Linked DNA regions of Mus musculus: all the other regions are linked to region 2. The links are chromatin contacts, called in public HiChIP or PLAC-seq maps. All regions are on one chromosome and are shown on one strand. Each heading gives the region's core, a stretch centred on a gene start, on an enhancer-like site or on the middle of the called end of the contact. The rest is flanking DNA. Distances are from core to core; before and after follow the strand shown.

The links. HiChIP or PLAC-seq counts read pairs in DNA pulled down with a chosen protein or histone mark.
Region 1: an H3K4me3 HiChIP or PLAC-seq map of embryonic basal ganglia shows a contact between it and region 2, with 2.6 times the contacts expected there. The contact joins the enhancer-like site here to the promoter of E130006D01Rik in region 2. A contact is called at or near these places in 1 of 484 Hi-C or Micro-C datasets (the HPC-7 cell line) and 6 of 115 datasets of contacts at active chromatin or transcription factors (embryonic basal ganglia, embryonic forebrain, embryonic hindbrain and 3 more).
Region 3: a contact with region 2 is called in an H3K4me3 HiChIP or PLAC-seq map of embryonic basal ganglia, with 4 times the contacts expected there. The contact joins the enhancer-like site here to the promoter of E130006D01Rik in region 2. A contact is called at or near these places in 7 of 115 datasets of contacts at active chromatin or transcription factors (astrocytes, embryonic basal ganglia, embryonic forebrain and 4 more).
Region 4: an H3K4me3 HiChIP or PLAC-seq map of embryonic basal ganglia shows a contact between it and region 2, with 2.9 times the contacts expected there. The contact joins the enhancer-like site here to the promoter of E130006D01Rik in region 2. A contact is called at or near these places in 4 of 115 datasets of contacts at active chromatin or transcription factors (differentiating embryonic stem cells, embryonic basal ganglia, embryonic hindbrain and 1 more).
Region 5: a contact with region 2 is called in an H3K27ac HiChIP or PLAC-seq map of VIP interneurons, with 2.4 times the contacts expected there. The contact joins the enhancer-like site here to the promoter of E130006D01Rik in region 2. A contact is called at or near these places in 4 of 484 Hi-C or Micro-C datasets (adipose-derived mesenchymal stem cells, cortical neurons, epidermal suprabasal cells and 1 more) and 10 of 115 datasets of contacts at active chromatin or transcription factors (the NIH/3T3 cell line, T-cell acute lymphoblastic leukemia, VIP interneurons and 7 more).

The regions. Positions count from the first base shown.
Region 1 is chr5:112,000,739-112,005,923 of GRCm38.p6, forward strand. No RefSeq gene overlaps it. Among named protein-coding and RNA genes, the nearest start is that of Gm36794, 57 kb to the left of the region's middle. Within about 2 kb of position 1,618, at least 46 of the 459 cell types and tissues checked have an H3K27ac peak or open chromatin away from gene starts, as enhancers often do. A contact at or near this core is called in embryonic basal ganglia and embryonic forebrain, where this site is marked.
Region 2 is chr5:111,760,131-111,764,830 of GRCm38.p6, forward strand. It overlaps E130006D01Rik (RIKEN cDNA E130006D01 gene), which reads right to left and starts at 1,598. Exons shown (of 4, transcript NR_045834.1): 1 at 1,506-1,598.
Region 3 is chr5:111,926,601-111,931,405 of GRCm38.p6, forward strand. All of the region lies in intron 3 of Gm36794 (a long non-coding RNA gene), which reads right to left. Among named protein-coding and RNA genes, the nearest start is that of Gm42156, 15 kb to the right of the region's middle. Within about 2 kb of position 2,736, at least 11 of the 459 cell types and tissues checked have an H3K27ac peak or open chromatin away from gene starts, as enhancers often do.
Region 4 is chr5:111,516,251-111,521,140 of GRCm38.p6, forward strand. No RefSeq gene overlaps it. Among named protein-coding and RNA genes, the nearest start is that of Gm36223, 9.4 kb to the left of the region's middle. Within about 2 kb of position 3,446, at least 50 of the 459 cell types and tissues checked have an H3K27ac peak or open chromatin away from gene starts, as enhancers often do. A contact at or near this core is called in embryonic basal ganglia, where this site is marked.
Region 5 is chr5:111,896,211-111,901,047 of GRCm38.p6, forward strand. Gm29935 (a long non-coding RNA gene) reads left to right here. Exons shown (of 3, transcript XR_389544.3): 3 at 1,445-1,767. Gm36794 (a long non-coding RNA gene) reads right to left here. Exons shown (of 5, transcript XR_880587.2): 4 at 1,037-1,114. Among named protein-coding and RNA genes, the nearest start is that of Gm29935, 5.4 kb to the left of the region's middle. Within about 2 kb of position 2,546, at least 7 of the 459 cell types and tissues checked have an H3K27ac peak or open chromatin away from gene starts, as enhancers often do. A contact at or near this core is called in VIP interneurons, where this site is marked.

The sequences.
Region 1 (5,185 bases), core at 368-2,867, 240 kb after region 2:
GAAGCAACTGTGGTTGAGTGAGATGGGTATTATAATAGATGAAGGACCAATGAGGACAAGCAAGATAAGGTGCCAAAGCAGACATTACTAGTTGATCACTGATATCCCCCCTCCCCATCACCAGGATGGGAAATTTCCTTGCCTTCCTGGTACTGAGAAATGCAGAATTTTCATGAAAAATAAGACCTATCTACCCCTCCCCTATGCTTCAAGGATTTTTACCTGATGTTGAGTTGCATACATACATGTCTGGGGGATAAGGACCTAGATAAACAAGTCAGTCGATCTTTGTGGTTGGCGAAGGTGGTGCAAAACATGGAGTGAGTGGTCACCAGAGAGATATCCTCTGAGCTGATTAAGCAAGAGCTCAAAGAAGCTGGTTTCTTTATTAATGGTGACCAACCAGAGTGTGGAGGGCAGAATGGGTGGCTCCTCACTGACCCGTCTTCCCCCTCTGCTTTAACAGCTGAGCACAAGTCACTGTGAGCCTCCCACGGGTCAGCCAGGAAGAAAGGGTCTCTAGGGAACCATCCCCTTCTTGACTCTCAAACCCTTCCCCAGGTCTCACTGTGGCATTCTTAAGAGACCCAGGGGACTTAGACCAATCATGTCTCCTCTCTGATAGTCTAATTCCATACTAAAGAAAATAAAGACATAGACCTTCTATTAAAGAGGTCAATGTGTGTCATCCACACCAAATAAGTCTCTCCCTCGGCCAAAGCAGACATTACTAGTTGATCGCTGATTCCCACACACACACACACACACACACACCCCTACTATGACCAGGATGGGAAATTTCCATGCCTTCCTGGTACTGAGAAATGAAGAATTTGCATGAAAAATAAAACCTGTCTGCCCCTCCTCAAGGCACAATATGCTGTGAGGGTTTTTACCTGATGTCGAGTTGGAAAGAACCCCCATTCTCTATTTTGCCCTGCAACTCAGGTTGACCTCATTGTCTATTGTATCCCCAGTACAAGAATCCCCACAGAAGCCACCTCACTGTCCTCACAGTGTGAGTCTACATGCCAAGCCAGGGGCTCAGTGCACGCACGCGCGGTGTGCACACAGTGTATGGGCCACTCCACTCTCCCTCTCCCTCCCTCTCTCCTGCCTGGACACAATTATGTTAAAAGAGCAATTAGCGACCTCTTAAGCCTGATGGCCTACTCCCCCATTAATCTCTTGCAATTATAAACCCCAAATCTTCACAACAATTGGTCCCAGATGCCCACTAGAGGGAACGCTAATCGCCTCTTTCCCAGCTGAAACCAGCTGTTCGGCTTCAGTTTCTGGGTCAGGGAGAGAGATGAGAGGTCACACGTGGCCGAACGGTCAGATGCCGCCTGGGTGGAGATCCTGCAGAAGAGACACCCTTAGGGGCCTCGGGAGCACCCTGGGAAGGCATCTCTCTTTACTTTGGCTGCCTGCACACCCGGGTCTGCAGTCAGCCTGGGCCGGTATCTCCCCGCACTCCGAGCCACTCTGATTCCTCATTATGAACACACGCTAATTACTGCAGATAATTAGCTCTTCACAACCACCCGGCCGAGGCGCTCCAGACAAAGAGGCTCAGGAGGCTGTGGACATGGCTGGTCGCCTCCGGCCCACAGCCAGCACCAGAGCACCCTGCCAGCTGACCCTAGGTTTGGGGGAGGAGGCGTGAACTAAGGTGAAGGCCTAGGTCAATGGCGCTTAAGGCGCACAGCCCCTGCTGCTGCGGGCAGAACCGATTCAGACCTCAGCACTGCAGCTAATTAAATCAATATGAGATAATGAACGGCAATTAGAGGTCCAGCTAGGCACATCTTCTCTTGTAAATACTGTTTCTCTCCCAACGGGGAGCTCTTTCTTAATAATCTGTTTGTGTTTCATTTCCAGGAACTGTAATTCCCCTAAGAAGCTCCTGGGGAAGTGATTTGTTTGTCTGTATAACCACGAAACCCGTTCCTCTGGACTCGCCTGCCACTGCCTCTGCACATACATGATCGGCTTCTTACTATTTTAGGTTTCTTTTGGTTTGTTTTAATTTCTGACCTGTCCAGGGAGCCCATGCAGAGGTCTCAGCCCTCAAAGAAAACACCAATAAATCCCTGAAAGGGGTGGGGGGGGGGCAGGGGGAAAGGTCACAGGGCCGAGGACTCCCATTACATGGAGGGGAAAACTGAGGTAAGGCAACCACAAGAGTGATGAGCCAGTCAGGTAGTCTCCTCTGCCATTCAGACTCTCACCCCACCCCCACCTGGTACCCGGGGTCATGATAAGAAGCCTTCTGCCCTCCAGGAGCTAACAAATTTGTCTAGCAAGACAGACTAAGGCACATAACAATTAGAGAGCAATTAGGCACCTAATTGTGTGGTACCAATAAGCTCGGGGTTCAGTGAGGGTTCGGGGACTAGGGAGAAACAGCAGCATCAGGGCCCGGGCCTCTTCGTTTTCAGTGTTTCCCATCAGACCCTGCTTTCTGAGTCCTGGGTTTTTATTTCTTCACTTAGGGGTTCCATGGTACCCTAAAGTCAATGTGTCTAAAGCAGCCTCACGGCCACCCCACCCCCGCCTAACTGCTCCTGCTCCTCAGCTCATTTCCCTTAGAGAATTAGCCACGCCCACAGCAGAGCTGAAATCAGGCATAAAGAATGGAACTGTGCCCTTTGCAGGAAAATGCATGGGGAATCGACATCATTGCGTTAAGTGGGATAAGCCTGCTCAGAAGGACAAATGCTGCAGAGACATCGAATTTTAATGTGTGTGTGTGCCTCTGTGTGTGTGTGTGCCTGTGTGTATGTATATATGTGTGTGTGCCTCTGTGTGTGTATATAAATATATATGTGTGTGTATGCATATATGTGTGTGTATGCATATATGTGTGTGCCTCTGTGTGTATATAAATATATGTGTGTGCCTCTGTGTGTGTGTGTGCCTGTGTGTGTATATAAATATATGTGTGTGTGCCTGTGTGTGTATATATGTGTATGTGTGTATGTATGCCTCTATGTGTATATATATGTGTATATGTGTGTATATATAAATATATATGTGTGTGTGTGTGCATTGTGTGTGTATATATATGTTTGTATATGTGTGTGTGCTTCTGTGTGTGTGTATAAATATATGTGTGTGTATACATATGTGTGTGTGCCTGTGTGTATAAATATATGTGTGTGTGTGCCTGTGTGTGAGTGTGTGTGTATGTGTATATATGTGTGTGTGTGTGTATATATATATATATATGCATTTGTGGGTGTGTATATAAATATATGTGTGTGTGCCTGTGTGTGTGTGTGTATATATATATATATATATATATATATATATATATATGTGTGTGTGTGTGTGTTTGTGTGTGTGTGTGTGTGTGTGTGTGTGCACTTGTGTACTCACACACACACATCTACTACACGGGAAAAAAGAAAGACTTTATGGGGAAAGCTAGAGGTCTCAAGGGAGGGACACAGAGTCAGGGGAGGGAGCAATGGGTGGAAAAAGACAGACATCACACATTTGTTCTCACAGACTTAAGCATGGATACACATGGAATGGAAACAGAGGAGGGATCCATGGGGGAGAAGGGACTGGAATGGAGAGGGGGGAGGCAGTGGAGGGAGGGTAGCAGCAACAGGAGGAGTTGGCCCTACGTGATGATGTCATACTCAGTGACACACATGCTCACTGAAATGTAGTCGGAAGAGGTAGCATATTGCTTGTGAGAAGTATGAGCCTTTTCCACAAGGCTTCCATCTCTCCTGGCTGGAACTGGCCTGAACTAGCTGGCCCCTAGACTACCCCAGTGTCCCAGCAAACCTTATGGAGAATGAAAAGTCCCAGAGAAGCAACCCACCCTGTCCCAGGACTCAATCAGGTTCACAAGACAGTTCAGAGCAAGTTCAGACATGGGGAACATATTGCCAGCTTGCATCACCTGCTCTCAGACTATGGAGAGAAACTTCCCTGTAGCTTGAGGAAATTGGGGGTCCTCCATCATGGCCAAACCAATCTTTTGGGGGGGGGGGTTCAAGACAGGGTTTCTCTTATAGCCCTGGCTGTCCTGGAACTCACTTTGTAGACCAGGCTGGCCTCAAACTCAGAAATCTGCCTGCCTCTGCCTCCTGAGTGCTGGAATTAAAGGCGTGTGCCACCATGCCCGGTCATGGCCACACCAATCTTTATGTCTGGTACTGTCACTGGCTCTGTCCAGGGCACACCTACAAAGAGGCTATTTATCTTCCTGGACACCCGTGAGAAATGTATGTCAGCCCTGCTCTGTAAACCAGGAGTCTGCAGCTCAGACAAGGGATGTGACAGGGAGCCCCAGACTGGAGCCAGCAGAGTCCAGTTCAAACTATACCATTCACCCCCACTATACCATGGTCTTCAAGGGGCTGTGCTTCCTGGGAGATCCTTCTTTATTTGAGCCAGGAAGTCTTGAGTCCTCCCACCCATGCAGGTAGATGTGTGGCTTTGTGCTGGTGAGGCTTCTGTCAACATGACACAAGCCTAGACATATTTGGGGAGAGGGACCTCAATTGAAAAATAAAATGTATCAACAGGCAGATCTTTGAAGAGAGTTCAAGGACAGCCAGAGCTACATGAAAAGACCTGGTAAGAAAGAAAGAAAGAAAGAAAGAAAGAAAGAAAGAAAGAAAGAAAGAAAGAAAGAAAGGAAGGAAGGAAGGAAGGAAGAGAGAGAAAAGAGAGAGAGAGGAAAGAAGGAAGACACAAAGAGAGAAACAAAGAAACAAAAAAGAAACAAAGGAAGAAACAAAGAAACAGAGAAACAAAAAAGAGAGAGAGAATGAAGAAAGGGAAAGGAAAGAAAAGAAAAGCTGCCTCAAATAGGTAGTCTGTAGGAATTTCCTTGATTACTGACTGATATGGGAGGGCCCAGCCCATTGTATAAGAAAACAGGCTGAGCAAGCCATCCAAGCAAGCCAGAAAGCAGCATTCCTCTATGGCTTCCAGGTTCCTGCCCTGACTTCCGTGGATGGTAGACTATAAGCTATTAAATGATACAACCTTTTCTTCTCCAAGTTGCCTTTGGTCATGGTGTTTTATCACAGAGCATTAGAAATCCTAAGTAAGACACGTGTGCATGCACATACGGGGGCACATTTGTGTGCATGTGGAGCCCTGACACTGGCAATGGGATCCAACTGCTCTCCCTTGTTATTCGAGGTTGAGTCTC
Region 2 (4,700 bases), core at 348-2,847:
AAGGGGTCAGATTTTCTAAGGATAAAATCATTTTTTTCATTCAACCAATGTTCGTGGGGAATACTATGGATATGCCAACCATTGTGTTGGCTGTTGGGGACAGAAAGTGACTGAATCCTGGCCTGTCCCCTGAAGATCCAATGCAATGAGGAAGGGTCATGGTAAATAAATAAATAAATAAAGAAAGAAAGAAAGAAAGAAAGAAAGAAAGAAAGAAATAATAAAAGGAAGCAGCAGAAGTTTGAAGAGAGCTAAATTTAACTAAAGGGCTTGAGACAATTCCCAGGATCACAATTGGCTTGAGCAGGTGTCTGCCAGGCATAAGGTACCATAGCAAGCATAACAGTATTTCTTTTCTCAGTGCCCAAGCAGACATTGCTAATCTGTTCCAGAGCACATGATCTCAATGTGGCTAGTATACTGAGCCAGGGAAGCAACGTGTAGGAAATGAGGCACCCCATTAGATTCTCCATGCTGCTTCCCATTGAATCTCTACCCCAAACATGTTTCTTACATGGCAGAGCTGAGGCCTCAGACTCAGACAGTCCTGTGTGAGGTCACAGCTATCTTAACTCCGGTTCAGTCTCCCTCTGCAGAACTGCTTGGCTGTTTCAGAGTATATAGTCTAATTCCACAATGTTATTTCCTGCTCCCTTGAGGATCAGCTACCTCCCACGCCCATGAATACAGGGTCTCGTAGAGCTTTTTCCCGGTAGCACCTCTTTCCTTTTGGCATCCTCTTAAGGCTTAGATGTCCATTGAGTGCTCTAGCATGGATTAGTCATGTCTGCCAGGATCAGGTAAAAAAAGCAGTGGTGTACCTGTTAATGGTCTTTCTAAGTCTGGGCTCATGAAGGCATTCCCTTTAACTCTGACTTTGTAGGACAAAAACAAAAAATTCCTCTCACCCTAAGGTGAGCTTTACTAACAGAGCAGAGGGGTTCTTATGACATGACATGTTTACCAAATGAGAGCCACCCTAGAGCTGAGCCTGGCGTCTCCTGGGTCTTTGATTTGCTCTGGATCCCCAGGGTCATTCTTAGCTGTGTGTCTGCCTGTTCCTGCAGCCGCTTCTTATACAAAGCAACTCCTGTCCCGATGAGGTGAGTGCCACAGCATCAGAAGGGCAGAAAGCCAAGAAAGTCTCAAGTCTCCTAGGAGCAGAGGCACAGATCAAACACAAAGCCATCCTGGCCCCTCCTACCACTCCTCTCACTGGTTCTTGGCTATTTTTCTGGAGGGGGCGGTCACCGATCCTTCCCCCCATATCCCAGACCTTCACACCTTAAATGACAAACCAGCGTGTATCAACCGCACCCCCCCTGAAAAAATTCCAGCAAGATATTAATAGATAAATAAAAATAGCTTCCTTGAGAAAGAGGAAGCCACTCAGCGAAATGATTCGTTTCTGTGCGTAAACTCATGAATAATCTTATGCGCAGTCCCCCCCCCCCCCAACACAACCCCCCAAGGAGCCAGCTTGGCTTTGGACTCCAGCTCCTCACCCTTGTCCCACGTTCCTTCTGGAAGGTCACCTCCAACCTCCTCCGCAGCCCAGAGCCCGGTGGCTCTCGTGCTAAGTCCTAATGTCCCCTCCCAGGACCACCCTTCCCTTTCAAGGAGACATTTCGTTTCTGGTGCTATGGAAACGCGTGGACATCTGAATGAAAGGCGGGGCTGCACTCGGGAATCACCAAGCAGGAAGGAGAGTCGATAAGATAATGGTGTGTGTGGGGGTGGGGTGGGGGTCTCCAGGCCTTGGCTTTGTGAACCAAACCAGCGACCAGCTTCTGGCTTCTTTGGTGTCACATTTTAGCCTACCAGCTGCCTCGGGAGCAAGATGATCCACTCTGCCTTTTTTTTTCTTCTTCTTCTTCTTCTTAAAAAAAAAAAAAAAATAAGATTTATTTTTTTATTTTCCCTCATGTGTTGAGGGAGGAAGCCCTGACAAGGAGGAGTGACAGCCCGCTAATTATTCCCTTACTGCCACTGCTGTTCTGGCTCTGGACGCGCTGCTCATTTCTCCCGGCTCCTCGCTGAATAATGCATGCGCCCCATCCGTATGCGGGCGGCGCCTCCCGGGACTGCAGTCTAACTAGCTGATAACTGATTCAGTTTGTAAGCAGGGCCGCTGGGAGTTGCAAGGAAAAGTAGCCAAGAACATATTCAACACTTCTCTCTGGTTCCTGGCGAACATCAAGGAGAGGCAGGCTGGCGTGTTGGTGGATGTGGGCGGGTGGTCCTGGGAGGGTACTTGACCCCACTCGAGAAGGACGGGCCTTGGCTCTGGCTGTGAGAGAGAGGGTGTGATCTCAGGGAGGCTATTAATGCTAAACACAGTTATGGTTAGTCAACATCTTAGTATAGACAGCTATGGTCTAAGGTTAGACTCTAAAAATGCATCCTTTTGTGGTAGAGTGATTCTCTTTACACAAACTACGACAGTTACAGAGTCTTAGGGACACTTATTTATCTAGCATCGTGGACTATGCCTGGCAGTCTGTCATAAGAACCCAGGAACAGCAATTCGTTGTACCAGCTAGCTACTATACTGCTACTACTACATGATAAGTGGTCTCCGCAGATCACTGGTCACAACAGCGCTTACTGCTCTTTTTGGTTTAGGGGTCTGGGGAGCCCAGGCTTGTGCTAAGTTCTGCAGTCCCTTCTGGGGCTCAGCTATAGGCTGCAGGCTGCAGGCTTCAGGTCTGAGTCAGACCTGTCCTGAGGTCTCATGGCAGGGCCTAGGCAAGAAGGGAGAGCTCGTGCGCCACAGAAATACAGACACACACTTCGGACCTCTGTCTTTGACGGCATGATGTCTACTAACAGTCCGGTTAGTAAAGCAAATTCCATAACCACATTCGTCAAAGAGGGGCTGGAAGGAAGGCCAGCACTGCCCACCAGCCTGGCCTCTTTGCAGATCTGCTACAGGGCACATAGCATCCCTTACTCATGCTGCTGCCCCTGGCATTACCAGGACATGCTGAGGTTCCTGCACTGTGTGGGGTAACCTGGAAGCACTGCTCAATTGTTGACCTGCTCCCAGCAAGCAGGTGGGTCCAGCCTTCTTTAGGAATTATGGGAACACTTAGCTCCTTGTCATCCAGTCTCTCTCTCTATCCAGGAGGTAATCGACAGGACTCCTGGGCTGGGGCAGCAGCAAAGCCTCCACTTCCTTCGCAAAGGGGCTGGAGACTGGGAAGCAGGCTGCCCCACTTCCTTGTTTCAAGGTTGAACTGTCTATTATCAGCTCCCCTTAGCTATTTAGGACCAACCCTTACCCAGAGTCAGTCTGGCTACAGGGCCAGGAGCAGAGAGAACTTGGTGTGGCCGCTCCGGCTGGATGTCGCGCAAGGAGACGGCTCCAGACGGAACAGCATAGAACGGAGTAGCTAGTCAAACGAATGCTTTGTGGATTAGAAGCATAGGCTTGAAGAGCCCAGTGGTGTGCACCATGCAGCGTTTAGTGTCTGTTTGCCCGGTACCCACAATGTGAGCTGCTGCTCTAAACCCTCTGCACAGTGGCCTGACACATCCACTGTGTTAGATGGGGTATTGGAACAGAATGAGGGATGAGTGAAGAGGAGATGCGTCCTTTCTCCAGGTGTGGGCTGTGATCCAGACAGCCGCCACACTGCATGTCTGACCTCCACAGACCACAGGCCCTGGAGTCGCACCACATTCATTTTAGGTCTTAGCAGGGTCATGTGGACAGAAGATCGGAGAACAGGGTTCAGTGCCTGGGCCCTCCTGAACCTGTACCTGGAAGTGGATGGCAGATCAATAGGTCATAAAGAATAGGAAGGAAATTCAGGCCCCAACACCTGCTGGCGATCTGGCACACAAATGTGCATCTGCAGGCCACCACCAGGCAGTGTCCACTCAAGGTTCCTATGGGGTGGGGGGGCAGTGGGAACAGCATGGAGGTTGTTGTTGGCAGGTAGCTTGGGACAGCAGCACAGATTTCTCCCAGGTGACCATTCACAGCACCCTGTAAGAAGAAAGCCCTTCCCTGATGTGTCACCGTTCAGAGGACACCCCAAGTTCCAGAATATCTCTGAGCAGCCCCTCCCTACCCTCCATCCCTCACATTCCTTCCTCTGGCCACCACCTCAGTCGCATTCAGGAACCGCTATGGCTGCAGCGGCTTGCTCTGTTGCCTGGAGTTCCTTCCCAGCCTGCTCTCTGACAGCAAAGGGCACCGAATCCAGAAGGTACTCAGTGCCCATCTGGGGGATCCATGTGCCAATGCTGAACTCCTCCTTAGCACTGAATAAGAGGGGGGCATGCCTTCTCCAACCACAGCCAGATCAGAATGGATGGAACCTGTGCAAGTGCTCACTGTCTGACTGCTCAGGCTGCTACACCAGTCAGTGACCAGACATGACAGATCCCTGGCATGGAGGCCAAACTTCCCTGCTCCCAGATGCTCACACAGCAGACATAGCTGATAGGCCATAGGTCCCATTCAAGTTTGGGACCTCTATGCAGTCACAAGCCATTACCTCGTTGGCACCAAGATGATGCCTTCCTGGCCCTCACTGCTTTTTGTTATTAGCTATAGACTTTAGATAAACGGCCTCCCAAGGTGTGCCTTCATGGCTGTACTTACCACCAACCTAGGCAGCTCTCAAGGGCCATAGGTGCTGAGAAACACACTGGCAGGTGACACTTTAGTGAAGAAGCACTAATTGGAA
Region 3 (4,805 bases), core at 1,486-3,985, 170 kb after region 2:
GCACGTGTGTTGTTCTGTGGTCCATGCTCAGTCCCTTTTTTTAGAGATTTCCATCAGAAAGGGATTGCTAAGAAGGTTCCCAAGCTCTGAATGGTAACCAGGAAGCCTGTGTGCAAATCACAGGGGTCTAGGTGGAGGGACCTTCAGAATTTTATGTGTCTCCTGTACCCACTCAGTGTGCCTGTTACCCCCTGGGACAGTGGGGATGCCCAACTTCCAGAGCTTCAGAGTCTGATTCTCGCAGACCTTTTCTGTGAGGTCCACTCCTGGAGAGATTGCTTCAGGACCCAAGCCCTGACATTAGCAGCCAGTTTATTGGCTTCTCCAGGCCTCTTGTGTCCCGGGCTTGCAACTTCTGTGGTAACAGAGACAGGTGAGAACGCAGTGTGTCTACACTCAGAAGGCAGCAAGTGCCCCCCCCCCCCCATCACAGCCATCTCCTTCTGTCCTCTGACTTTGTCCCCATGTTTTCCTGGGAGGGTCATATAAAGCTGATTTCGATCACGTCCCTATGAATATGGGCCGGTCGTAGGCAACCACTTCCCAGGGTCCCCAATTCCCCCAGGGAAAGTCTTCTCCCTTGGAAAGCCATTAAGGATTTAATTTCTTATCATCTTCTAGTTGAGCCAGCCCGAGTGTTATGAATAATATCCTATTAGCAGAGACATTCAAACAATCACCGCTAACATGTTCTCAGGAGCGATGATGGAGCGTCCTCAGGAATCACCGCTTATCTACAGCCCCTCTCAGCACACACTCCATCACGCCCGGCATGGGCAGCCCCTCGGCTGTCTCAGATCTCAGATCAGAAGAGCTCAGGGTGGATGCCTGCAGATGCTGATGTAGGCAAATCCTCAGGCTGTGGGCCCTAAAGCACAGGACGCCCCCGGAACACACTCAAGCCATGCTGGGAGACCCAAAGTTACAGAAAAACAAGGACCACAAACCCTTAGACAAGAGGCTAAGCCAGGCAAGGTTGAACATGGGGAAGGGATATCTGAAGCAAACAAAAACAAGCTGGGCACAGTGATACCCATCATGCTAGCTATTTAGGAGGCTAAAACAGAAAGGTAGAAAATTCTAGCTCAATCTGGGGTCTGGAGTGAGTTCAAAGTCAGCCTAGCCTACAAAGTGAGTTCAAGGCCGGCCTGGTAATCCCAGCACTCCTGGGAAGGCTGTGGCTAGAGAATTACAAACTCTGTGGACTACATTATTGTGAGCAACCACCCTGGGGCAAGAGGTCTTATCTTAGAAATACAAAAATAATTGAGAGTCAAAGGTCCCTGAGATGGGTGGTGCTCCCACAAGGTGCTCCATTCAGTTCTCTGGCCACAGAGGTTAGAAGTCAGAGAAATCTAGCCCCTTCTTGTCGATGCCCAGGATCCAGGCTATTGCAACAAGAGCACCCATTTGTCTTCTGCTACCAGCAGGGACTCCTCCACCAGTGGGAAAGACAAAGACCTCATTTCTCAAGTGGCCATGGTCCCAAAAGCCATTCCTCAGCCATAAGGGTGTGTTTGTCTACTCCCAGGAGCTTGCCTATTTTTTTCTGAGACTCTCAGAGGAAGCCACAGCCATACACAAGTATAGACATACTCTATGCAGACAGGCTTCCCTGTCTGTTTCATGGAGTAGCTCTTCCAATAGCACCTCTGCTGGTACTGTGTACTACGTACCTCTACTGCTACTGAGTACTAAGTACCTTGGAGCCTGACCCCATTTGACCCTCATGGTTACACTTCATGTTACCATGGGGCCCATGAGCCCAATTTTCTGAGCTACCAAGAGCCCGTTGCTGGGCCTGATTCAGAGTTGTCTGTCTTAGTCAGGGTTTCTATTCCTGCACAAAACATTATGACCAAGAAGCAAGTTGGGGAGGAAAGGGTTGATTCAGCTTAAATTTCTACATTGCTGTCCAAAGGAACTTAGGACAGGAACTCACACATGGCAGGAACCTGGAGACAGGGGCTGATGCAGAGGCCTTGGAGGGGTGCTGCTTACTAGCTTGCTCCTAACAGCTTGCTCAGCTTGCTTTCTTATAGAACCCAGGACTACCAGCCCAGGGCTGGCCTCATCCACACTGGGCCCTCTCACCCTTGATCACTAATTGAGAAAATGCCTTACAGCTGGATCTCCTGGAGCCATTTCCTCAAGAGAGGCTCCTTTCTCTGTGATAACTCCACCTTGTATCAAGTTGACACACAAAGCTAGCCAGTACAAGGTCTTTTCTTGTGTGATCTCACACTCCTTAGTCTTTGGGGCTGACGAGGACCCTCTCTAGGCATTGGGTGCAGTGCCCAGTTACAGTGTAGAGGTAGTCAGATTCACTGAGTCCCAGGATTAAGCCCAATGGTAATTTTCCACCCGGCAGAGACCATGAGCTGTAATTTCTTCATGTAGGTGAATCTGGGAGAGAAGGATCTACCATCTACAAAGCCACCTCGTAGAAAAGCCTATGAAGCCCCGGGCCTTTGCAACCATCCAGACTGTTTCCTCCATCCCCGGGTGACCATCCCATAGCTTCCCAAGCGCTGGAGTTACAGGCGGGAGCCAGCACACCACGTTCTGATTTCATCCCAATCAGGTGTCATATTTTCTCCCCCCCCCCCAAGGGAACACTTGGGTGAGAATACAGCCAGGTTTGAAGCTTCCTCCTGTCCCGGTGCAGGCTCCTCCTCACCCTCCCTTCCCACAGCCCCAGTCTTGTCCTGCTCTCTGCCCTGCTTCGGAGCAGCTGGGGAGAGGGCAGTGTGGAGACACTCCCTCCTTGGGCCCCTTGCATGCTTAAATGCTTTTCTTCTGTTCTCTCTGACCTTGGGTGGCTGCGGTCACATAAGCGAACAGCGATAGACTCTCCGTCACCGTTCGATGCCCAGGGGAATGGTTTAAGGCCCTCCACTGAGGTATTTTTATGCAGACCATAATTTCCTTTAAGACCTTCACTGCGTCCCCACAGCCTCCCTGCCCTTTCCTCCCAGGAGCGCGCTCAGAAGAAAAGCCACCGCTAATGAGGGGACAAAGGTTTCCAGGCAGGCCCACTGCCTCACCCCAAGCTTGTGCAGCTCTGTTGTAGTGGGGTCCCCATTCTGCTCCCCCAGATTTCCATCTGGAAATGAGGGTAAGCAGGGCCTGCTCTGGGGGGCCCAGGACAGGGAAGGCAAGCACCGCCCTACGTTAAAATCTAAAGACAGGGCAAGCACGGGGACACAGGACACAGCAGGATCCAAGGCCCCAGAATCCTGGTTCTGTGCACAAGGCCAAACTACCATTGAGCAGGCATTGAGAAGAAAGTTCAAGGCTGCCCATGTTTGTGATCTTCTAGGGCTTGCTGCTGTTGTGGGGTCAGAGGCCAAGTCCTTCCCCACTGTGCCTCAGGTTCTCCTGGTGTCTTTCCTTTTTGCCCTAAACATTTACAGTTCTCCCCATCACACACAGCCTCCCTGGGGAAGTTTGCCCACTGCCGGGTCTAACAATGACTTCATCGCTGTCTCTCTGCCACAGTAAATGTGATCTCCACTTATCTCTGTGTGTTGACCCAGCTGGACTTCTTATCTTGTAATGACCTTGCTCACCGATGCAAGTACTCTTAAGCATGTGCTGACTGACTGACTGACTGAGTTGGGACAGGGTCAGAGCAGATATGGAGGTTCAAAATTAGGATGAACTAGTTAAATTCATCTTCAGATACAAGCTCTCAAGGGCATCTGTGACAAACAAAATCTAAGTGTCTTAAGTGCAGCACTGTGAATAGCCATCTCAAAGCCCGAGTGCAAGAGGAGTGTCAATAACACACTCACTAAAACAGTGTGTGGAGACTGCTGAGGTCTTTAGTGTCCCTCGTATTTTGTCCCAAGTCTTACCTTGTTCCTGCACTGGCTGGTTCCTACCCCCATTCTCCCACCAAGCACATCTGGGACCCCAGGTGAGATCATTGGCCTCTCTGGTCCTCTCTGTTCTCTTGGGGGAAACTGGAATGGTTTTAGTGAAGTTCTTCATCTGAGTTGGCAGAGAAGGGGCACCAGGATACCACAAAGACACGGATGTGACACTCTCTGGGTAAGGAAAATGAGCTCCTTGGGTCAAGTCATGGTTTGTGAGGCACAGTGATGGGCTTTGAACACTCATTTGTGCGATCCTGGAGTCTCCCCAAGGCCACCTGTGGCAGTGAGTTAAGCCAACAGGGGAGGGGTGAGGAGCCGATGGACTGGGATTCAGGCACCAAGGTCCCAGCTGAGGCCCTTCCCTCAGTCACAGTGGTGTCTGGAATCTTCAGAGACTTCTCTCTCACAGAGTGAGATAAAAGGTAAGTGAACTGCAGGTTCCATAAGCCACCCACAGTGAGCCACCCAGGAGATGCCCACCCTCCCTCACACAGCCTCTCACCTTCTGCTCATTGCCTGTAACTTCTCTGATGTGTGGCTCTCCATAGGCCTCTTGCAAAAACGGAATAGTGAGGGAGGCCTTGGGGAGGAGGGATAGATGTTCTCCAAGAAGAAGTGCTCTGAGGCAGTGTGTGTGTGTGTGTGTGAGTGTGTGTGTGTGTGTGAGAGAGAGAGAGAGAGAGAGAGAGAGAAAGAGAGAGAGAGAGACAGACAGACAGACAGACAGAGACAGACAGAAAGAGAGACAAAGACAGAGAGACAGAGACAGACAGAGAGAAAAAGGGAAAAAGCAAGTGTGCGTACATGTGTGAGTATGTGTACACGTATGAGTGTGTGTGTGTGAATAGATGTGTGTGAATGAGTATGTGAGTATGTATGTGCGAGTATGTTTGTGTGAGTGACTGTGTGTGTTGTGAGCACATG
Region 4 (4,890 bases), core at 2,196-4,695, 240 kb before region 2:
CTACTCTCTGCCAGGTATGAGATGGGCACTTCTACAGAGCCTGAAAAACAACTCTCATACCCAGCCAGCATGGTGCAAAGGTTGTTCTGTTCTGTAGGGGAACCTTCCCAAGGCCACCCAATACAGTACAGGTGTCCATCCTCTTAACTTGTGTTGTATCTTTCTGGGCTCCAGGGGGAAACCAAGTGGGTGGTCTTGGGAATCGGAAGGCCTGGGTCTGAATGCCCACTTTTCAGTGTGTTAACTCCGGAAATGTCAATCTCTGTCTTATCACGCAGGCCCCTCCTCTCGGGAGTGGGAATCAGGGAAGCAGAGCCAAACCTCTGAGGTTGCTCAACACAGCTTGTCATTGGTAGTTATCTAAGGTCCATTTCATGGATGCAAAAAGTGAGGTTCACAGAAGAGAAGTAATTCTCAGGTCCTTTTAGCATCACCCCCTCCCTGGACATCACAGGGGAGTTTTGGGTCTATAATTTGACTGGACCCCAGGGGGTGGCACTGTGCTGTGTGGCTAAGAAGACTGAAGAACCTCTTTGGAAGAGGTAGGTAACTGGGGTCAGTGTGGAGTTCCTTGAGGCTGTGTTACCATGGCCACTTCCTGTGTCTCTTGCTCTTCCTAGCAGGCATTTCCTCTCCCAACATACCCGCTATAATCAACTGAATTTTCAAATTAAAAAGAATCCCCCTTTCCCAAGATTATCTATATAGGTAATATAGACACAGCGAAAGAAGAGCAGCCAAGATTCTAGGTATACCAGATGGCGCTGGATCTCCTGTCTGCTGATGCTGTCTGTCACCCACACAATTTGTAGATAGGGACCTTGCAGAATTTTTCCAGCAGGAGGAAGCCAGAGGGGACCAGGTCTAAGACCCACACAGCTGCTATGACAGTTCGAACGGGGTAAGGAATAGGATTATTAATGACGTGAACATACATACAGAGAGGCAAAAGTATGCCAGCAGCTGTGAGGGGCATTCATGCCCCTAATATTGGGAACAGACAGCATGGTGGGGTCTCTGAAGAGAGGAAACAGGATGTATGTGACAGAGTGGAGTCTGTTTGAACATAAATACTTTTCTGAGGATGGTGAGATTTCCCAGCACAAGTCTACAGACAGGCTCTCTGATTCCCAGGTAGGAGGCAGGGTAGGGGTGGGGAGCCGTGTGTGTGGTGTCTTCACTACCCTGTGGTATTGAAGACAGGTCCTGAGATTCTGTTAGCTTGGGCTTCACAGACAGTGTCTCAGTAGGTACCTGTCAGTATCCGTGTGAGGGGAGGGGCTGCTGCAGAAGTGTCTTAGGGTTACTATTGTCGTGGTGAATACCATGACCAAAGCAACTTAGGGAGAAAGGGTTTGTTTAGCTTGTACTTCCACATCATAGTCCATCACTGAAGGAAGTCAGGGTGGAAACTCAAGCAGGGCAGGAACCTGGAGGCAGGAGCTGATGCAGAGGCCATGGAGGGGTGCTGCTTACTGGCTTGCTCCCCATGGCTTGCTCAGCCTGCTTTCTTATAGAACCCAGGACCACCAGCCCAGGGTTGGCTCCACCCACAATGGGCTGGGCCCTCCCCCATCAATCAATAATTAAGAAAATTCCCTATAGGCTTGCCTACAGGCTAATCTTAATGGAGGCATTTTTTGTTTGTTTGGTTTTGTGTTTGGTTTTGTTTTGTTTTGTTTTGTTTTGTTTTGTTTTGTTTTGTTTTGTGTCTACACTCTCCTTCCCCTAGAGTTTCTCCCTGTAGCCCTGGCTCTCCTGGAACTCTCTCTGTAGACCAAGCTGGCCTTGAACTCACAGAGGTACACCGTCTCTGCCTCCCAAGTGCTGGCTCACGGATGCATTTTCTTACTCCAGGCTTTCTCCTCTCAGATCACTTTAGCTTTATGTCAAGTTGATACAAAACTGTTCAGCACATGGCTGGAGCAGCAGCTGTGTCCTGATGTTATATTCTATGTAGACACAGTGTGGATAATAACTTCATCTTGTGCCAGGGTTATACACCCACTGTGATGGCCAGTGCTAGTTGCCAGTTTAACAGAATCTAGAATCACCTGGGAGGTGGGCCTCTGGGTATGCCTATAGGGATTATCTCAATTACATTAACTGAGGTGGGAAGATCTACTCGCTGTGGGTGCCACCTTTGCCTGATTGGAGTCCTGGACTACAGGAATGGAGAGAGGGAGTTGAGCAGCAATATTCCTCTCTGTGTATTTGGACTGTGGATGTCATGTGACCAACCAGCCTCCTGTTCCAGCCACCAGGCCTTCCTTGCGACAATACACTGTATCCCTCTGGACCTGTGAGTTGAAATACATCCTTTCTCTTTTACGTTGCCTTTGTCAAGTATTTTATCTCACTAAGGAGAAAGTATCCATGCTTTCCTGTGAGCCTCCGGGCATCTCACTGATGATCTTGGCTCACTGACAGAAAAGGCCAGCTTACACACTTAGGCATTTATGCTCTTTGTGTAGGGTGCTGAGGAAGCCTGTGCTCCTCTTTGTCTCCGCTGAGCTACTAGCAGAGAGGTCCTTGGGATTGGGATTGCCAGACCCATTTTCAAGTCAAGAGCCTGGGACAAACCCTGGGAGTTCAGCCTTGTGGGCAGTATTGTCCTGGCCTGGCAGTCCTGGGTTCTATCAGAAAGTAGGATAAGCAAGCCATGAGGAGCAAGTCAGTAAGCAGCACCCTTCCATGGCCTCTGCATCAGCTCCTGCCTCCAGGTTCCTGCTGTTATTGCTTTTGGGGATGAACAGTGATGTGGAAGCCTAAGCCAAATAAACCTTGGCTCCCCATGTTGCTTTGGCCATGGTGTTTGATCATCCGAGCATCTCTGCACCCATGCATCCAGCCATCCTTCAAGCTCTTTTCCTTATTTATTTTTCTCTTTCATCCCCTTACCCATCCTCCACCCAGCCAGGCCCTGCTGAGAGGGCCCTTGGAGCCTGACTCCCCCCACCCCTGCCCCAGTACTCTGCACACACATCATCCAGAGCACATCAAAGCTGCCTTGGATTCTCAGCCTGGGCAGGAGGAGGCTCCTCTGTATATTTGCTGTCTATAGCACCTGCTCTGAGTGTCCCTCATGGTCCACCATTTCACTAAGCACCATCTCAGACTTCTCTCTGCATTTCATAAAACACCCAACCAGCAGCATGTTGGCACAACGAGGCAATAAACAGAAAATTCGATTTATTTACCCAGATAGGAAGGAGGAAGCCCTACAGCTGCCCAGATCCTTCGTACTGTAAAGGACCAGCATTCAGAGAGGCTGTCCCTAGGGAGGTTATCTGCAGAGGCCAAGTACCAAGAAGAGGCCCCACGGAGGGGCTGGCAGAACTTGACAGCCTCCCACCGCCTTCTTCCACTTTATTCTGCAGCCCCATGCAAATCACCAGGAGTCTCATTTGCATATGCACCAGCTCATTTCCATATCCCCAGCTCTGGGTGGCAGGGCCCTGGGACTAGCTGACAGCCGCCCCTTTTGTTTGCTCCTGCCATCCAGGGAATTGCTTCTCTGTCCTTCCAATTGCGGCTGGGGGAGAGAAAGAAAGAAAGAAAGCCAGAGAAAGCAGAGCAAAAGGAGGACACCCTCAGGACAAAGCGACAGTCACCATCTGGGCAGGAAGGGAGGAAACACCACTGTCTGGAGTTGGACACTAGGGAAGCTAGTGACAGAGGGCCGGGCCGGCTGCAGAGGGATCCCAGAAGTGTCAGCACTGGCTGCAGGCCCAGCCTTGTCACACACTTGGCTCTGGGATCTCTGCAGGTGACTGAGATGTGTGCCTCTGTTTCCCCCTCTGGGACATGGCTATTTCTCAGTAGCATCCTGAGCTTGTGGGGAGCTTAAGGGTGTGGATGCTGCAGGCCCATTGGTGGCCCTCACCTCTTGCTCCCTTCTTGTGTCTGTTGGGGCCCCTGGTGGGGGTGACACAGCTGTCAAATATAAGCAGAAGGCTTGCCTGCCATTCCCTCCTTTGTGAGATCAGCTTGTATCCATCTAACCTCTGTCTCTGGGCCTCAGTTTTCCCAGGGTGGTAGACTCTACCACCAGAAGCTGGTTCCATTTGCTCTGGTCTGATTTCACTGTATGGAATGAGTCTAGCACCTGGCCCAGCCCTGATGTCCTTTGTGCCTTGCATCTATGCCCATTTTACAGATGAGGACATGGAGGCCCAAGGACAGTCTTCGGCCCATGCTTTGTTGTCCTCTCCTTCCACACTACTGCTCACTGAGGAGCCCCTGGCACCATTCCTGTTCCAGCAGACCTTCTGTAAGCAAGATTGTTGAGGTCACTTGGGGTGGTCACATTAAAACCTGCACCCTGTTTCTGACTACATGACTCTCTTTGGTCTCTGTTCTGATCCACTCAGAATTCTATCTTGGCTCTTCAGTACACACCAAAACTCTTTCCTCTTCTAGGTTCTAGATGACAGCATGGTACAAGAAGTATGTGTGTGTGTGTTCATATGCATGTATGTGTATATGTGTTTCTGTATGTATATATGTGTATGCATGAGTGCATGTGTATGTGTGTGCATGAGTGTATGTTTGAGTATATATGTGTATATGTGTGTATGTATATATGTGTATGTGTGTGCATGAGTGCATGTGTATGTATGTGTAACTATGTATGTGTGAGTGTATGTGCATGTATGTCTGTGTATATGTGTGTGTATGTATATATGTATATGTGTGTGCATGAGTGTATGTGCATGTATGTTTAAGTATATATTTGTGTGAGTATATACATATATGTATGCATATGTGTGTGCATGAGTGTGTACTATAAGTGTGAGTGTGTGTTTGTATATATATATGTGTGTAAGTATATGTGTGTGAATGTATATATGTATATATTTGTGTGTATATATGTTGGTATGTATAAAT
Region 5 (4,837 bases), core at 1,296-3,795, 140 kb after region 2:
ATGGCTGAGCTTCAGACCCGTCCAGTCTCATACAAGTAATGGCAGAGAGCAACAGTTATGATACCCAACCTCTTCTCAGGCCTCCATGAGCATGTATGCACACAGGCACCCACAAGCACACATGCACATACCCAAATGACACACGTCACCTCTATCTTCAATACCCCAATACCATATCCGTGGACCATGACCCTGGGATTCTACATTCTGGAATCTCAGATCCAGACAGAGCCAGAGCCATCCTGAGCATCTGGGGATTCCGAAACATACACCACGGATTCAGACGTGATGTGGCCAGAAAATATCACACACAACCCTTGTTTCTGAAATGACTTTGAGGTGAGTGGCATCAGCCTAATGCCACCACAAAGCAGGAAAGGCAGAAAGAGACCCCTGTCAAACCAGCAGCAGAGTCTGAGAAGGGTTAATACCTCCTGGTATTTCCTGTACTGTTTTTTTTTTGTTTTTTTGTTTTTTTTTTTTTTTTTTTAACACGGGTCTTTCTATTTCTTTAGATTGGGGTATGTTTCTGCTGCTGTTTGAAGAGATAAGGCTTTCCTATATAGCCCAGGGTGGCCCGAACCTTGCTATGTACTTGACATGTTCTTTTTACCATAGCCACCTGAGATCTGGAGATTTCAAACATAAGACACCATGCTTGGTGAAAAACTATTCAAAGACATTCTTCCTTTTCAGAAATCTTGTTTGTTCAATCGCTATTAAATGGCTAGTAACTGACTAGTCAAACTCGTCCTGATTTTTTCAATCCTTGGAATGAAACCTAGGACTTTGTGCTAGCTGAGCAAGGACTCTACCACTGGGCCACAAGCCTAGTCCACATTTAATACTTCCATTAAAGAGAACCCTTCCAATAAAATCCCACAAACGTCTATAAAGTTTCCCTCAATTAGAGGCCACCTGTTGAATGAGAGACCCCAAAAGGCGTGTGCTGCTCAGATGAAGTTTTCCAGCTTTGAGCCAGTGTGGCAACTGCCACCATACTGTGCAGAATAATCTTGGAGCTCGGAGTGCTCACCTTGCAAGCAGAAGGGCCTGGGTTTCATACTCAGCAGCACATAGTAGGAGCTTTGCTTTCTCTGTCCTGGGCATGGTCCTGTGTAGGATGACAGGGAAATCTAGTTGCAAACCACTAAATGACAGTAACTTCCCCATGGGAGACAAACACACCCACAAATGCTCCCCAACTGTGCCCTTAGGGGGCACAATGTACCCCATCTTGGAAGCCACTGGTGTCAAGGAAGAAATGGGTGGGGGGACATTTCTTCTGTCCATACTGAATACACCACACCTGTTTGTTTAGCTTTTCACCCACCCAAGGATATTTCCAGATGCTCATTATGCCTTGTGGGCCCCCAGAGATCTATCGAAGGCCCATTTGATTGTCTGAAAGGCATCTCTAAGATTGTCTCCTGTTCCTATCCAGTGATAAAGACCATGTGCATGTGGAGGACAGTGCCTTGCCATCCCAACTCAGCCTGGGAAGAAGCCACAGTTCTACAGAGCCAAGCACCACATGAACCAGCATTCTGGATCCTGTGGGGGCGCTGCTCAGGACTTCCAGGGAGTGATGTGTGAACAGGAAGGTGACCCTTCCTGCTGGGGGTTGGAGGAGGGGAACAAGCTGGCTGGCTGGGTATCCAGGTACAGTCCTTTCTGTGAGCGTGAGGCACTGATGGGCTAAGGAGCATTTGAGAATGATGCAGTTACGAACAAAACAAAACAAACAAAACAAAAAGAAAAAACAAAAACAAAACAAAACAAAAACCCCAGACAAGCTCAGGAAAGGGGCAGGAGGTGTTGCAGGTTGGGGACTTCCATCTGGAGCTAAAGCCCATGAAAGGGACTGATGTTGGATTCTGGCCCTGGTAAGGCCACCACCGCAGGAGAGAGCTGCCCTGTGGAGGTGATGGACAGACCCAGTCAGGGCTGACCACACTAAGCTGGAAGCAGGCAGCTGGTAGAAGGGGTCCTCATTTTACTCTCCAGCCCCACACATGTTCATCACTGGTGCCCATCAGCAGAAACTCCCAGTCTGAAAGCCAGAGACAAAGAAGTGAAGAGCCAGCCGCTGCCGCCACCATCACAGAAGTGAAGGGGCAAATGGGGGAGGGGTGTGTGCAGGACCTGCAAACACAGCAGCCCTACAAAGACCCTCTCTACACGCACTCCGTGAAAAAGTAAAGGTACAGACAGTACGGTAACTGCACCAAAGTCACACAGGCAGGAGAGACGGAGCTCATCTGAACAGGCTCTGGAGTGTGGAGAACCTAGGCTAAATCTCTGCCCTGACAGAGTCTCTGATCTTAATGGTTACCTTGTGCCTGTAAAGTGGGCTTAGTGGTTCCCGCATCCGTGGGCTGCGGAGGGCAGATGGAGCACGTAGAATGAGGGAAGCGTTGGGTGCTGATCACTGACTCAGACAAGGCCTTCCCCCCAACTCCCGGCAGTTATTAACTAGCGTCAGGCTCTGCATTATGTATGGGGCAATTTGTCTGCCTCTCCCTCCACCCGCAGCATCGATCCCCACGCTCAGCGGCCTCATTGAGATGCAGGGCCACAGCCCTGGGACTCCATCCCAGTGTCTGCTCAATAGCTTATATTTTTAATTTGTCAATAATCTGTTCAGACCTTGGACTGAGCCCCGTGGAAGGCTCAGCAGGATTGCTGCCTAGGGAGGGAGTGTTGCGCACCAACGGGAGGGGACAGTGACCCCTTGCATCAAAGCAAACCTGACTGAAGATGAGGAACAAAAGGGGGTCCAACCAGACACTGGAGATCAAGGGAGCCACAGGCTAGGCATGCACACACCAGTCTGTGTCCCCCTGTCTCAAACCTAGCTCAGGTGCCGATGAACTTGACCGAGACACAAAGCCTTTTGGAGACCCTGCTCCACGTTTGTGAAGAGTGTGAATGGCTATAGAGCAATCTAGTATGTTCCTTCAGAACGACCTTTAGCATACAGAGGGATGTGGCATGCATTAACTATTCCATTGTCACTAAACGTTTTCTTTTTAGAGTCCAGTAAGGAAGACAGTTGGCAGTGAGCACCAGTGGATCTGCAGAGCCTGGCATCGCCAAAGAGAAGCTTCGTTTCCCAAATCATTCCTGAGGAAACTGAAGCTCGGAGAGGATAACTCTCCCTGGCCCAAGGTCACTCAGCAGGGCCATGCAGTTCAAGCACTCAGACAGAGCAGAACTTCAGTCCTCACGGTTCCAATCACGTATGTCAGAATCCTTGACACAGAACAAGACAAAGCCCCTCAGCCTTGCCTGGCATTTGTGTGTGTGTGTGTGTGTGTGTGTGTGTGTGTGTGTGTGTGTGTGTGTGCTTCTCTGACAGTCCTGGATGCTGTGGGGAGGTGCAGGAGGCTTCCTCCCTTCTTTGTGGGTCCTCATACATCCTTCTACTCTGATGTACCTGTTTCCCCACCCCATGGAAGGAAGAGTCTAGGAGAGGCCTCAGAGCTGGAAGGATGGAGGTGGCTTCCTCCAGGAAACAAAGTCCTGTCCAAGGTCAGGACTTCCCAGATCAGCTCAGGATTTGCATATGTCACAGAAGGCCATCTTGGCTGCTGGAGCCCACAGCTTCCTACCTCTGACATCACCAATGCTGGACACCTGACCCCACAGTTACCATTTGCATGATGTGTCTCTTCCTGCAGGATTCACTGTCGGCTACAGGAGAAAATGTAAGGCTCACCATTCTGCAGGGTCCTAGAGGCCAGGCCCCTACGCATATGGGAAGCAGCTAAACACAGAGGCTGTGACATTTTTCCCACTTCCTGGGTATATAGTTCAAGGTGAGCCCACCAGCCAGCTGAGTGCCACAAAATCTGAGCCACTGGGGAGTCAGAGGGTTGAGACTACCTCAATCCCTCCCTTTGACCCACTATTTCCCAAGCTGATTACTGCACAAGCTCTAGAGAACTGAAGGCACATTGCCTCTCCCTTCTTCAGCTTGGGGACCTCAGGAGCCTGGGGACTTTAGCTTCTGTCTCCAGAGACCTTTCCCCCAGAGTCTATGTCTGTTGGTAGCTATATTTCCCCCAGAGAGCTCTCTGGCGCTGACAGAATCCCCATGTGCCCATAAGTTGGAAGCTACAAATGCCCTTGAGACTCCTTCAGCACCGGGTGCTCTCATGGGTGAACATGGGTGCTCTACAATGCCAGATCTTTGAGAGCCTCTGTAGCCACTACATCCCACCCATTCCCACTGAGCAGGCAGGAAACTGAGGCAGGGTATCTTGAGACACTGCTCAAAAAAGATGGGGCAGATGGTATGGGGACAGCCTTCTTTCACAGTCCATTAGTCTCCCTAGGAACACCTGGACCAGGGAAACTTCAGAAAGCCTCTGTGCCCCCCAGGGCTCTAGAGGACACAGGATGGATGGATTCTCAACCATCTCCTTCCCCAGGATGGATGTGGATGCTAGTGAGGGGAAGTGAGTCCCTAGCCAGTGTGCACCAGTATCATGCAGTGTGAACACAGATGGTTCACAGCTTCACCCTCTAAATCTAACTCTGTCACCAGCCTTGTCAGTTGAGAAGAAATCAGGACTGAGTTACACCATCACTACCACCTTCTGCTCTTCCCCACTCCCTCTCCTCCCTTCCTTCTCATCTCCATCCTCCTCTTCCTCCTCTTCCTCCTTTCCTTGGCCCTCCCTATTTATCCCCTCCTCTCCCTACTTCAGCTGGTCTTTGACGTCTTGCAGATGCTGCAACAGAACTTCCCAAGAAGTGCAAGAAATGATATCCTTGTCCTGCATCCTGTGTCTTGCACATCCTAAAGATCTCAAGAGAAGCCTGGGGCTGG